Regions from separate parts of the Mus musculus genome. Here all the other regions are linked to region 1. A link is a contact called in public HiChIP or PLAC-seq data. All regions are on one chromosome and are shown on one strand. Each heading gives the region's core, a stretch centred on a gene start, on an enhancer-like site or on the middle of the called end of the contact. The rest is flanking DNA. Distances are from core to core; before and after follow the strand shown.

Region 1 (4,770 bases), core at 505-3,004:
TTCTTTTTATAGTCTGGGAAGTTTTGAAAGTACTTATAAGAAGGACAAAGTGGTTGGTTTCCTGGTGTTCAATAAGTAATTGGGACAGTGACAGGAACTAAAGGAGATGTCTGAGGTGAACTGAGGCAGGCTTTGAGAACCTGAAGAACAAAATGGTGGAGCAGGCAGGTGTACAGACAGGCAGTCTTCTTCCAGAAGGACTTAGACCGGTGAGAAGGGAAAGGAAGAGTGAAAAGTCTCACTTGCCATTTTTAAAAAATATTTTTATTAGGTATTTTCCTCATTTACATTTCCAATGCTATCCCAAAAGTCCCCCATACCCTCCCCCACCCCCCTACCCACCCACTCCCACTTTTTGGCCATGGTGTTCCCCTGTACTGGGGCATATAAAGTTTGCAACTCCAACGGGCCTCTCTTTCCAGTGATGGCCGACTAGGCCATCTTTTGATACATGTGCAGCTAGAGTCAAGAGCTCCCGGGTACTGGTTAGTTCATAATGTTGTTCCACCTATAGGGTTGCAGATCCCTTTAGCTCCTTGGATACTTTCTCTAGCTCCTCCATTGGGAGCCCTGTGATCCATCCAATAGCTGACTGTGAGCATCCACTTCTGTGTTTGCTAGGCCCTTGCATAGTCTCACAAGAGACAGCTATATCTGGGTCCTTTCAGCAACATCTTGATAGTGTATGCAATGGTGTCAGCATTTGGAAGCTGATTATGGGATGGATCCCCTTGCTTACCATTTTTATTCAAGCTGAAATGGCAATTTGGCTAAGTTTCTGCTAGACTATAGCATCAAGAAAGGGGTCTCAAGGAGCAGCCAAGAAGGGAAAAAGAATGAGTATGCTTGCTCTTGTGTGTGTGCAAGTGCTCAAGTTAGGAGCTGACAGATTCAGATGTGTGAGATTAACCTAGTGGTAACACCTGTGCACCTTTAAGGAATTACCAACACACTAAACTTCTTACAGATGCATTGGGTGTATAGAAAATAATACAGGAAAATGTGTTGCATCGTTAAGGACTTTGCTTTAATCTTTAAGTCACTTCTTCACCATTCTTTTTTTTTTTTCCTCATACATTTCAAAGCAAACAACAAATGATTTTATATGTGGGTAAAATTTAGAGGTGCAACCACAGTATTATTGCTGGAGTATATTTGGTTTCAGTGTTTAACAGGAACTGACTCTATGTAAACGTTCAAATAACATAAAACAATATTAATACCAATAACAGCAGGTATAGGGTAATGTGCAAAACCAGAGAGCTTTTCCAAAGAATGAAATATGCAGAGAATGTCTATGAAACACCAAGAGGAAGCAAACAAAGACAGAAATGGGAGGAACACTGCAGTGATGGTTCAACCATTAGAGAATAGCCCCAACACACACACACACACACACACACACACACACACACACACACACACACGAGAGAGAGAGAGAGAGAGAGAGAGAGAGAGAGAGAGAGAGAGAGAGAGAGAGAGAGAGAGAGAGAGAGGCGGAAGTGGGAACTAAACAACCCCTGCTTCCAAATGCTATAGCAAGTGAGGACTGTTTAGCCACCACATCTTCAGGCATCATCACAGATAGGTCCAAACCTGAGCCCTGCCATCTGCCCCAAGTGTTTCTGCTTTTCCGGGCTGGGCTTGCTCCTTGGTCATCTGTGAATGGAATTCCAGAGATCATAGAAGTTTCCCGACAGTTTGCAATCACGGAAGTGTGTCAGCTCCCTGCAAATGAGAAGCGTTGTTACTCTACCGCTGTTATGATGGCAATGCTCTGTTGTATGCATGTGTATTCACGTCCAGTGCTGGTGTATAGCTAACCTTGACATAAACACGTCCATTCTAAGACTTTCAAGGTTCCATTCAATTACAAAATATGGCTTTGGTTGAGACATTTCTTTCGGGATCTTTTGAGAGTCGCTGGATTTTATGTCTGAGGAAATGGCTTTTAAGCATTATTTTAGAGGGACACGTGGAAATATGTGATCCATACAGCACTGAGAGGTCTTGCATGCAACAACCTTCTCTTCACAGTGGCCCTGGTAGCTCCTCCCCTTCTCCATTTCGTTCGTTCTCGGTCACCAATTTAGTACATGCACTGGCTTTCAAATGTTATCTGTGTAAATTCATCTTCCACAGCTGGACACTTTCAAGAGTTTTTGTTTCCTGTGTGGTGAAGCAGCTTTCCCCTAACGACTGTTTCCCATCAGTGCCCACAAGACCTACCTTCTTAACCACTGGTTCAACGGTTTCTTACCACTTCCACCTCTCCATAGAAGCTGCATTCAGGACGAGTCTCACAAATCTTTGTTCCCTAGGCTGTGAGACTGATAACGTCTCACAGGACTTGACCTTTGATGAACAATTTTCATCTGACCCTAAAAGTACAACTGTCAAATACTAGCAGATGACACCCCAAATAAAAACAAACCCTTGTCTGTTTCAAATTCCCTACAAGGTAGTGATCGGTGCCACTGCTCTGGGTAGTAGACGCCTTTGCATTTGTCTAATATCGAAGGATTTTTTTTTATTTACTTAAAATAAAAATGTTCCATGTTAATTATTACTCCAAGAACAAATTATTAATATCATACCCATGTTTCTTAAAAAGAAAGTATTCGAAAACAGTATTTAGAAATAATTTTAACCACTGATTTTTAAAACATGAAATTAACTTGGATCATTTTTCATAAATCAAGTAATTACTAAAGTTCAATATCAGTCTATATATAATATCTTGCCCTTGGCACTAATCTTGTTTTGTAATTTTTGCCTTTATGTCATCAATGTCTAGGTCATTTCCAAAAGATTTTATCTTAATAGTGTTAGAATAGAATTACTTCTGGATCAAAGTATATCCTGATTTCCAAATCTGCTATGCAGAGAATGACACTATCCAATATATCTTCATGCAAGCATGGATGCTGAAGCAAATGGAGAAGTATGACTGTCCCAAGAAGAGGTGGAAGCACAAGTTGGTGTTTATTACTGCCCTACCCACAGAGCATGAATATGCCACAGAAGGATAATTTTTCTCATCAACAGAGTCTCTCATACACAGCTGCCAATATGTCAGCATTTGTTTCCTCCTACATTCTTTCTGATGTAGTCAAGCAGATTTCTCCATCCCAAGTCTTCTCATAGACTTTGATTTGGCAATGCTGTGAACTCCCCCAGAGTGGTATCCAACTCTGGCCTCTAGAAGCACCTCCGATGCTATGAAGAGTTTTGGGATCTATTAATATGTAAAGTGAACCAATAATTAATGTCCCATAGGATTGTTTGTGTGGGGTGATATAATCACTGAATTATCTGTTTCTCAGTATCTACTACTCCTCTAAAAAAAAAAAAATGCCTCGATCTCTCGCTGAGAACTCTTCCTGTTCTGTCCCATAAAGTTCATGATATTCTTTCCAGTTCAGCCCCAGCAAAGACATATTTTCTCTGAATATTTGGCATTGTTACTCACCAGCAGTAAAACCTTTTACAGTATAATCAGATATATGGGGACAACTATAGAGCAATCATAATTTTTTTAAAGTGATATCGTTTCATAGCGTAGCTTGACCTTTGATAGGATTATCCCTTCTGCTGGAGTATACCAAACCAATTTGTTCCTCCTAAAGTCCTGTATATTCTTTGGTTCTAATCTAAATGGACTCTTGTCTCTGGGCTGAAATACTTAGTTCTTTCATCAGGACAAAATCACTCCCCTAAAAGTCCATAAAGACTCCTCACAAATATTTTGAAGTATGTCTTGTACTAGTGTCTAGTTGCTTCAGCTCATATATAAAGTAAAATACGCTAGTGTGATGGATATATTATTATGGAGGTTCTTCTAGAAAGTACACAGAATTACGTTAGACAATGATTAACGACACAAAAAAATAGATACATGTATGTCCATTTGGGAATGGTTGTTACTATAATAGAACCCTCAGTGATGATAATATTAACACATAAATAATTATTTATTTCATGGAAGAATTACAAGATACATACTATATTTAGTAAATACATACAGAAAAATAGTATGTTATCTTTTACTTAAATACACCAAATTTTAGAGCTTATATTTTACTAATTTTTTATATGCCTGCACACTTCTTAAAAATCTTTGTGCACACACACGTGCATGTTTGTGTGCATGTGCCTCTGTGTGTGTGTGTGTTTTCTTGAGTATGAGTGCAAATGTGAACATGCCTCATTCACATATGGAAGTTAGAAGACATCCTTCTTTGAGACAGTCTTATGTACTTTGTTGTGTAAAGCAGGAGAGCTGGCCAGCAAGCAACTGATTCCATGTCTCTCCACCTTCCTTTGAGAGAAACTTTGGGATAACAGATACACTGACAAGCCCCTCTTCTATTTAGTTCTAAGGATCCAAACATAGATCCTCACGTTCACTCAGCAAGTTCTTTACCCACTGAGTCATCTCTCCAGTTTTTACCTTCTCTTAATTAACTTAATGGAAAATGGAAAAAATAACTCTGTCCAAAAGGATCACATATTCAGCTTCTCTTCCTTTTACTGCTATCATGGTCTTTCAAGAGTCTAAAACAAGTGAGGTCTATTAGGCTCCTTCATCATAAAAGCAATTCATAAAAGAATTCTGAGTATATCTATTTAAGTCTCTTTGACCATTATATAGTTCATCATTCAAACCAACCAAACCATAGCCAGACCAGAAATGGAACATACTGTCCTGCCAGGACATTTGTTCAGTAGAAGTGGAAAAAGAGAACTCACCATGCAAATTAGCACTGC
Region 2 (4,881 bases), core at 875-3,374, 190 kb before region 1:
CTGCAAGGCAAAAGACACCGTCAATAAGACAAAAAGACCACCAACAGATTGGGAAAGAATCTTTACCTATCCTAAATCAGATAGGGGACTAATATCCAACATACATAAAGAACTCAAGAAGGTGGACTTCAGAAAATCAAATAACCCCATTAAAAAATGGGGCTCAGAACTGAACAAAGAATTCTCACCTGAGGAATACCGAATGGCAGAGAAACACCTGAAAAAATGTTCAACATCCTTAATCATCAAGGAAATGCAAATCAAAACAACCATGGGATTCCACCTCACACCAGTCAGAATGGCTAAGATCAAAAATTCAGGTGACAGCAGATGCTGGCGAGGATGTGGAGAAAGAGGAACACTCCTCCATTGTTGGTGGGATTGCAGGCTTGTACAACCACTCTGGAAATCAGTCTGGCGGTTCCTCAGAAAATTGGACATAGTACTACCGGAGGATCCAGCAATACCTCTCCTGGGCATATATCCAGAAGATGCCCCAACGGGTAAGAAGGACACATGCTCCACTATGTTCATAGCAGCCTTATTTATAATAGCCAGAAGCTGGAAAGAACCTAGATGTCCCTCAACAGAGGAATGGATACAGAAAATGTGGTACATCTACACAATGGAGTACTACTCAGCTATTAAAAAGAATGAATTTATGAAATTCCTAGCCAAATGGATGGACCTGGAGGGCATCATCCTGAGTGAGGTAACACATTCACAAAGGAACTCACAATATGTACTCACTGATAAGTGGATATTAGCCCAAAACCTAGGATACCCAAGATATAAGATACAATTTGCTAAACACATGAAACTCAAGAAAAATGAAGACTGAAGTGTGGACACTATGCCCCTCCTTAGAAGTGGGAACAAAACACCCATGGAAGGAGTTACAGAGACAATATTTGGAGCTGAGATGAAAGGATAGACCATGTAGAGACTGCCATATCCAGGGATCCACCCCATAATCAGCATCCAAACGCTGACACCATTGCATACACTAGCAAGATTTTATCGAAAGGACCCAGATGTAGCTGTCTCTTTTGAGACTATGCCGGGACCTAGCAAACACAGAAGTGGATGCTCACAGTCAGCTAATGGATGGATCACAGGGCTCCCAATGGAGGAGCTAGAGAAAGTAGCCAAGGAGCTAAAGGGATCTGCAACCCTATAGGTGGAACAACATTATGAACTAACCAGTACCCCGGAGCTCTTGACTCTAGCTGCATATGTATCAAAAGATGGCCTAGTAGGCCATCACTGGAAAGAGAGGCCCATTGGACTTGCAAACTTTATATGCCCCAGTACAGGGGAACGCCAGGGCCAAAAAGGGGGAGTGGGTGGGTAGGGGAGTGGGGGTGGGTGGGTATGGGGGACTTTTGGTATAGCATTGGAAATGTAAATGAGCTAAATACCTAATAAAAAATGTAAAAAAAAAAAAGAAAAAAAAAAGCACCTCACAGGGGTGAACAGGCTAAATAATAAGAACTCTTCTGAGAAAACATGGTAATGTTTTTATGAGGTCAGATTCGGTAATATCCTGAAATGACAAAGAAAACAGAAACAATCAAAGAAAAACAGGTGGACCAGACTTGCTCAAAACACTTTTATGTAAAAAAGAACACTATCAAGGAAGTAGAAAAATAACTTATCAAATGGAGAAAATGTAGATATCATTCAATATCAAGGGATCAATATCTAGAGTATATGTATTTGTATATGTTTGTGTATGTGTGTGTGTAAATTAACAACAATAACAAATCCAATCAAAAGTGGACAAAGGTCTGAAGCAGATCTCATTGCCAAGAAGCCTTGGGAATGACCTGCGAAGCACTGGGAAGACCCCAACCTCACTCATGCTTATAAAAACACAAATGAAATTCACCGTGAATTAGCACTCCATACCCACGCAGAGGCTAGCACCCAAAGGTGGAAACCCGGGGCTGCTGACAAAGATGTGAACTGTCACTCTCTGTGTTGCTGGTAGCAATGTAGGGGAGCGCAGCTGTTGAGGGAAGCAGCTTGGCAGCTGCTCAAATGATTAAAAATAGAACTAATGTGTGATCCAGACATTCACTCCTAGGTAAAGTAAATGCCTAAAAGAGTTGAAAGAAAAGACTCAAACAGAATCCCACTCCCACGTGCAGGAGTATTACCAACCACAGCCAGTGGGAGAAGTAGCTCACTATATGTCAGCAGATGAACAAATGACAGTCACAGAGTGCTCTGTACACAGAGGTTTATACTTCAGCCTTATAAAAGTGTTGAAGTTTGTGTGTATGTGCATATGTGTATGGGGTGCATGTGTGTATATGTATGGGGTATGTATGTGTCTAGTAATGCATGTATATGAGGAGCATATGTGTGTGTATATGTGATATATGCATGTGTGAGTATATGTTTGGGGTGAATGTGTATATATGTGGTATAAGCACGTGTGCATGTGTGTGTGTGCGTGTGCATTGCACATTTGTGAGAGGAGGGTATACTTCTTTATGCATATATCAAGTAGGCCAGAGGAAGACATAGGGCACCTTATCCTATTGTTGAGGTTTGGTCTATTGCTATGTACTGTAATGCCGGATTCTGTATCCTAAGATCTAGTTGCCTCAAGACAAGTGAATTCTCACGTATACCAGCTTTTGTTGTGCAAACCTTGCTCCTTGATGTAAACTATTGGTTGAATAAAGATGCCTATAGCCTGTAGCTGGGCAGAAGAGGTAGATAGGGGGTGGGCTTTCATTCCCATTTGTGTCTGAGGCAGAGAGCACAAGAAGAGAGGAGAATTAAGGAAGAAGGCGCCATGAGGTAGGTGGATGGAGAGCATATGGCCATGAGGGACAGCCAGATGGAGTAGGAGCAGCCCAAGCAGAACATGGCAAGTAATATTGGGATCATAGGCAGGGGAGTAGACAAAATAGCATAGGGGGTTGATATCTACCCAGCTCTAATGCTTTAAGGTTTATTATAAAGACAAAGGTTTTGTGTCTTTTATTTGATAATGAAATGATCTAAGGTAGGTAGGATCTCCCCCCACCCAAATAATATTTGCCACGATATTGTATCACTCCCAATTGTATTTCTTTGGAACAGTTAACCCAGAATCTTCTGGCTTTGTTGTTGTTTTGGGTTTTGTTTTTTGTTCTTTGTTTTTTCCTTTTTTTTTTTTTTTTCTGGCTAAGCTGGCTGACCAGTAAGCTTCAGTGATTCTCCCGCCTCTACCTCCCAGGTAGCACTGGGGTTCTAGTCACATGTGCCTGTGCCTAGGTTTTTCACATGAGTGCTAGGCATGAAAACTTGGCTACCTATGCTAGTGTAACAAACACTCTTTTCCCCAGAGCCATCTCCCCAGCATCAGTGATTGATGCTCTAATACAAACCACTTGTTTGAACTTTGAAGGAATTATCTAGATGAAAAAAGACAGACACAAAAGGGCAAATGAACAACTCACAAGAGATAATGGAGATGCACCAATCTCAGAGTGACTAGGTAGCAGCCTCAAGTGAAGGGATAGAGAATTAATCCTGGGATATACAGAATTTCTATTTAAGACTATTTAATACATTCTGGGGATGCATAATGATAATAGTCACACAGTACTGTGAGATGTTCTTAACACCATTGAGTCATGGCTCTCTAGAGAAGAATAAACATGTATTAAAAGAGAATTTATTAGATTGGCTCACGTGCTGTAGTCTAAGTAGTCCAACAATAGCTGTATTCACACTGGAGAGAATGAGCACTCTGGAGCTGCCCAGTCCAGGAGCCTGAGGGACTTGACCTCTGAAGGTCTGGAGGATTGTCAAGAGTTGTGGGTCTTCAGTTTTGTTGAGGCCAAAAGAGCTGGCTTCCAAAATCAGTGAAAGACAGAAGCAGCAACAACAAGTTCACATTCTTTCCAGACAGGAACAAGGTGGGCCAGCATCCCCATTTCCCTCAGATCTTTGTACAGCCCAGCAGAGCCACTCACTCTGTGTTCCAAGAAATGCCCTCAGAGACCCACTCACAGTGCATGTCCTAGTCAATTTACCATCCTGTCAAGTTGACAACCGAGATCAAACACAAGGTGAGAGATATTCTACAAAACTAAAAAAAAAAAAAAAAAAAAAAAAAAGAAAAAATGTCAGTTATCCAGAAAGTGGAAGCTTGGGATAGAAAACATAACAGAAATTTCACACTGTATACCTGAGAAAATCCAGTCAGAATGGGTTCATAAAGAGGTATAATTTGTCTGACGGGGTGAACTTTAAAGGCATACACCATATGGTTTTTGCATTTAGCTCTTTCTGCTGACACTGTTCTTTCTCCAATAATTTTGCCATAATCACTGTTCTCTGTTCATCTGGGATAGGTTTTCTGGACTCTCACAAGCATCCTAGGTTAGTCACTGGGCCACTGTCTACGTCATTCCTATCACTCTCCGATGCACTTTCCTTTCAAGCGTTCGTTTACTGCTGCTCAGAGCAGTAGAACCACAAGTATGAAGAGCAGCCTTTTCCAATGTGCTGATAGACACCTGGCCACAAGATCACACAGGCATACTGTGGAAAATGAATATGATTGCTTTCTTGGATGGGGATATCAATGTTCATCACATTTACTTATAAAAGCAGAAGGACAATTTATTCGGTAATGTGAGGATTATAATTATTAAACAGACTTATTTGAGCCAACTGATTTAATGTTCTCATTCCCATCGGTCAGTTTAGCCTAAGAGTTAAGTTAAAGTCAAAGTAAGTTTGTTAATCTGAAGAGAGAAAAAAAATCACATGCAATGGGCTACTTATGAAATATCTGTTTAACTAATTAAAATGAGAGACAATGAAAGTCAGGTTATTTTGTGAGTTGAGGAAGTGGAGGCTACAATACTTCTG
Region 3 (4,391 bases), core at 1,614-4,113, 240 kb after region 1:
GTCACCCCAGTGCCATCAGCATAGCATTTGGAAGATGTGAGTTTCAGGCAGATGTTGAGGCTGGGGATCACAGACATGAAAGATCAGCTGTTCGCTGATGAAAGCCATGTCAAAGGATGCCAGCCTGGAAGACAAGACAGGATCTACATGAGGGCAAGAACTGGGCACCCTGCTTTGTTTTGTACACGTTTTGGTTTGCTTTGGTATTTATGTGTGTGTGTGTGTTATTGATTTCCTTCTTTTTTTTTATTTATGTGTTTCTCGTTTTCATTTTGGGGTCTTCAAGAGAGGGAAGGTGAAAGGGAGGGAGGGAAATGCATGGGTTGGGTGGGTAGGGAGGTAGGAAGAAGTTGGAGGAGGAAAAGGAATATGATCAATATATATTGGATACAAATTTTATGTGATATGAGAAGCTGTTTGGTTTTTGTTGTTGTTTTTTCACAAGTTGGACTATGTCAGGGAGACGCTAGTGCATCTCAGAGGTGGAGAATTGGGAGAGGCAAGGAAACTCTAAAGCTAACCAACTGAGCCACAGGGCAGCACTTGTACAGACACAGAGATAGGGAGAGGTCCAAATGTTAGTGCCAATGGCAACAAAGCATCAAGGGAAAACTAAATTCCTTACAGCTGATTCAGGGTCTCCAGCACCCAGGACAGGACCACTCTGAAAAATGCAAGTCCTTATGTGAAAACCCAGGCTACTTTTGTATCATTATCCTGAAGCTGTGTGGAGAGAGACAAGGCTAATAATGAAATTGGGGAACTATCAGATCTCTGAGACAAGTCCACCTTTCTGGGGTGCATCCCTCCTCTGGCCCAAGGATGATAGTGTGAATCCTCAGTATAGCTAATGAAGACAAGAGGCTCTGTGATACAGCCTGTGTGGTTCTGTGATCTATAACTCAGAGGCCAAGGGCAAGCAGTAGTGAGTCTTAAGTCAATACAGGTCACAAGGACAGACTGGATTGATCCTGTTAGGATGCCTACAGACCACAAACACTTGACCAAAGTGGCAAAGAGGTCTTATTCCCTTGTAAGTCAGCTTTCCTCAAACGTGTTCATTTTGTGAGCACGAAGTAAATAAAAATAGCTCAAATGTCTTCTGGAGTCAAGGGCAAACTGAAGACCTGAGTCTTGCCTGAGGCTTCCAATTTGCATTGCCAGCCTGAAGGATCCTATGGCTTAAGAACTCTGCGGAGTCTGTGGAAATCAAAGCCTAGAAACACAGAGGTGCCCATCTCCCCTTGCTGGAAAGCTTCACCTTAAGGAATAGTTTGAGATCTCATGGGATAATTACCCTTAGAGGCGCAGAGTCACAAGGTAAGAGAAATTCACGTGAACAAAAAGCCAAGGTTAACTAGAATCTCCAGGCAAGTGTTTCATCGAGAAAATGAGCCTCACACATATTAAAGGGAGACTGCAAAGCACAGAGTAGCAAAATCAAGCAGGTTCCTTGAGGAGATGCTACCGCTGCCCTCCCTCTTACATAAGGGCAAAGAAACAGAGGCACATAGAAGATCAACCCCCAAAGTGGAGAGGCAGCAGCAAGGTCACAGAAGACCGGGATCGCAGTGCAAATGAACAGGGTGCCAGAGTGTTCTGCAGGGCTGAGTTAACGGAGCAAACACGAGCGTTGTTTTCAGTGTGGTATGTCCTCAACACTATTCTGGAGCTGTCACCAATTAATATTTTCTCACCTCATTTTCACTCATTTTTTGTTATTTTCTAAACTGTGGAGATATTTGAGCTGGAAAAAAGTCTAATGCTTGGATAGTTCTGAAAGGACTTGTCGGCCAGCCTGTTGAGGCAGAACTTCTGTTGGTCATCAGCCCAACAGAGTTAAACTGGGGGCTCCAGAGAGACAATAAACAACCCTAACACAGCATGAGACAGAACTGGGTTCTCCCCTGGAAGCAGTTATGGGGACACTCCCCCCTCCCCCCCAGAAGTCACACCATATTGGAAATTGTGGCACACAAAGAGACTTATGAACACTCGCTTCTCCAAAGCCTGCCTTGCCCTCGATTCTTATTTACTATTGTACTTTGACCCAAGTCACTCTCCTGCTTCTAAAACCACCCAGAGAGGACTCTCCATAGTCTTCCCTGTGCTCCACCTGCCATTCCATAGGTTCCTAAAGGTTTTGGCAAGGAAGGCTTGATAAAGTTTTAAAGTGTCAAGAGGCACATGACAAGAGACTGCTCTTGATGTAATCCTGAGACTGACAAATAAATGAGGTTGATATATATAACATTGCAAAATTTGTGTCAGAGAAGACGATCTAGTGTGGGAATCACACACACTGTCATGAACACATTTGCAAACACACTCACCGACATTCTTACGCACACCTGTGTTGACACACACACTCACACACATGCACACTCTTGCAGGCACACTCACACATAAACTTACACACTTCTAGTCACATACACTTACCCACACGTTTGTACTCACATACACAGAAGCACTCAGAACTCTTGCACACATACACACACTTGAACACATTTACACACACACACACACACACACACACACTTTGCAGGGAGGCTAGTATTGTATGTAATGACAGATAGGAGAGCTATGTGAGGAAACACTGGCCATAAGTGTCGCTCACTCTTGGGTGCCTCATGTCAGAGAGTGATCCAGCAGTAGGTTCCCATGAGACATAATTGGAAATGCCATGCTGGTCCTGTTTGGGAAGACTGTACAAAATTCAAGCTAAAGTGTTTCATCCCACAGGAATAATCTTAGTTTATTTTAGAGTGCCATTCCTGTCAGCAATATCAGTGACACAATATGCATGCACACCCGTAAAAAGCACCATACAAAGGAATACTTAGAAGCCCCACCCACCAGCAGAAGGAAACTATTGCAAAGGTTTTAGCGCACCCTGGTGGTCATTATGCTTTCTACATGGGGCGAGGAACAGCAAATATATCTGCGCAAAAAAAAAAAAAAAGTTTCATTACATGATTATCTCTGAGTATATTCGTACTATTCCGTGTCCTTTGAAATTAAGCTAGAAGCATAGACCAGTAGAATCAAATATTATTTCTAACATATTCATTCAGCCTTCAGTCAGCAGGAAATATATATTTCCAAAGTGTTCTTGACAAAAAGTCCAATCTTATTGTACTTATTGTGGACTTGAAAAGCTCCTTCCATAGAATTCATTTGAAAATTATTTGAAGTGATAATTTCATCTTGAAATTAAAAATGTGTTTTAAAGTATGTTAACATCTATTTAAATAACAAGACTCAAATCCAAATTTAAAAACTGAATAAGCATAATACTTTGTTTTGTTTACAGGTAACCCATGTACAGTAGGAAAAGTTTAAAATAATTATGCAATGTGCTCATCTTATATCTATGATCACATGCTAACAGGGCTGACGTTGTCTACTTGCTGTCTAGAATACTTATGCATAAACATTTATGCAACTTTATGTTTCATTAAAAAAAAACTTATTCTCAGAATGTGATAGAATAGCCAACATTTGTCATTATGTCCCAGATAATTGTTCTGCCTCCACCTAAGCTGAGATTGGAATCTTGCCTCCAGCTCAGTAACGACTCATTTCCTAGGGAAATTCAGAGATTTATTTTCTCCAACATTTTAGATTTTATAATTTAGTGAGGTCAGATTTGTTTAAAAATTTTTAACCATCTTCCAAGAACTCCTCTTCTCTCTCTCTAAAAAAAAATCCTCTATAGTCCCTGATGAAACCTGTGAGACAAGTATGTAAATAAACCCAGGGTCTCTGTGGTACATTTATCAGCCCTCAGCTGTGATCCCGGTGATCTTTAAGTGTCCTTTAATACAGGATTTTCAGAGATGAGATGATACTTTCATTTTTAATGAACACATCAGTGCTTCTTTTTGGGTTCATAATTCCAACTCAGGTATATATATATATATATACACACACGCGCGTGTGTGTACATATATGTATATGTACGTATATGTGTGTGTACATATACGTACATATATGTGTATATATCCATATATATGTATATGTACATATATGCATATATATACACACACCTGAGTTGGAATTATGAATATATATAATTTTTAAAATTAGATGTTTTTCTATTGAGATGGGATTAAAATATCTGCTGTACTGTGTGATGGGCTAGCTCAACATGAAAACTTTCCAATGTGCAAACTGGTTCTCTTCTTAATCCTACATTGAAGTCATTCTTTGCTTATCACCCCTTAGTTCTCACGTACTTAGAAGCTTTCTTCTATCAAAGTGAGTGATTATTGAAAATGGATGCTTCTCCTGGTTGGACAGAAGACTCCTTCTTGAAGTCTTATGCCTTATGCTAAGCTAAAAGTCCAGCAAAGCCTTTGGACTGAGCCTTATGAAAGCCTCCTAAGACT

The links. HiChIP or PLAC-seq counts read pairs in DNA pulled down with a chosen protein or histone mark.
Region 2: a contact with region 1 is called in a RAD21 HiChIP or PLAC-seq map of pro-B cells, with 4 times the contacts expected there. The contact joins two enhancer-like sites. A contact is called at or near these places in 1 of 15 datasets of contacts at CTCF or cohesin (pro-B cells) and 1 of 115 datasets of contacts at active chromatin or transcription factors (the SCID.adh cell line).
Region 3: an H3K27ac HiChIP or PLAC-seq map of double positive thymocytes shows a contact between it and region 1, with 2.6 times the contacts expected there. The contact joins two enhancer-like sites. A contact is called at or near these places in 1 of 15 datasets of contacts at CTCF or cohesin (pro-B cells), 11 of 484 Hi-C or Micro-C datasets (the HL-1 cell line, the HPC-7 cell line, the MNK3 cell line and 7 more) and 7 of 115 datasets of contacts at active chromatin or transcription factors (the 230-238 cell line, DN3 thymocytes, the HPC-7 cell line and 4 more).

What each region holds. Positions count from the first base shown.
Region 1 is chr1:137,804,802-137,809,571 of GRCm38.p6, forward strand. No RefSeq gene overlaps it. Among named protein-coding and RNA genes, the nearest start is that of Gm34306, 39 kb to the left of the region's middle. Within about 2 kb of position 1,755, at least 83 of the 459 cell types and tissues checked have an H3K27ac peak or open chromatin away from gene starts, as enhancers often do. A contact at or near this core is called in the HPC-7 cell line, the SCID.adh cell line, T-cell acute lymphoblastic leukemia and 2 more, where this site is marked.
Region 2 is chr1:137,615,622-137,620,502 of GRCm38.p6, forward strand. No RefSeq gene overlaps it. Among named protein-coding and RNA genes, the nearest start is that of Gm34306, 150 kb to the right of the region's middle. Within about 2 kb of position 2,125, at least 25 of the 459 cell types and tissues checked have an H3K27ac peak or open chromatin away from gene starts, as enhancers often do. A contact at or near this core is called in the SCID.adh cell line and pro-B cells, where this site is marked.
Region 3 is chr1:138,041,863-138,046,253 of GRCm38.p6, forward strand. No RefSeq gene overlaps it. Among named protein-coding and RNA genes, the nearest start is that of Gm34353, 50 kb to the left of the region's middle. Within about 2 kb of position 2,864, at least 18 of the 459 cell types and tissues checked have an H3K27ac peak or open chromatin away from gene starts, as enhancers often do. A contact at or near this core is called in the HPC-7 cell line, the SCID.adh cell line, T-cell acute lymphoblastic leukemia and 2 more, where this site is marked.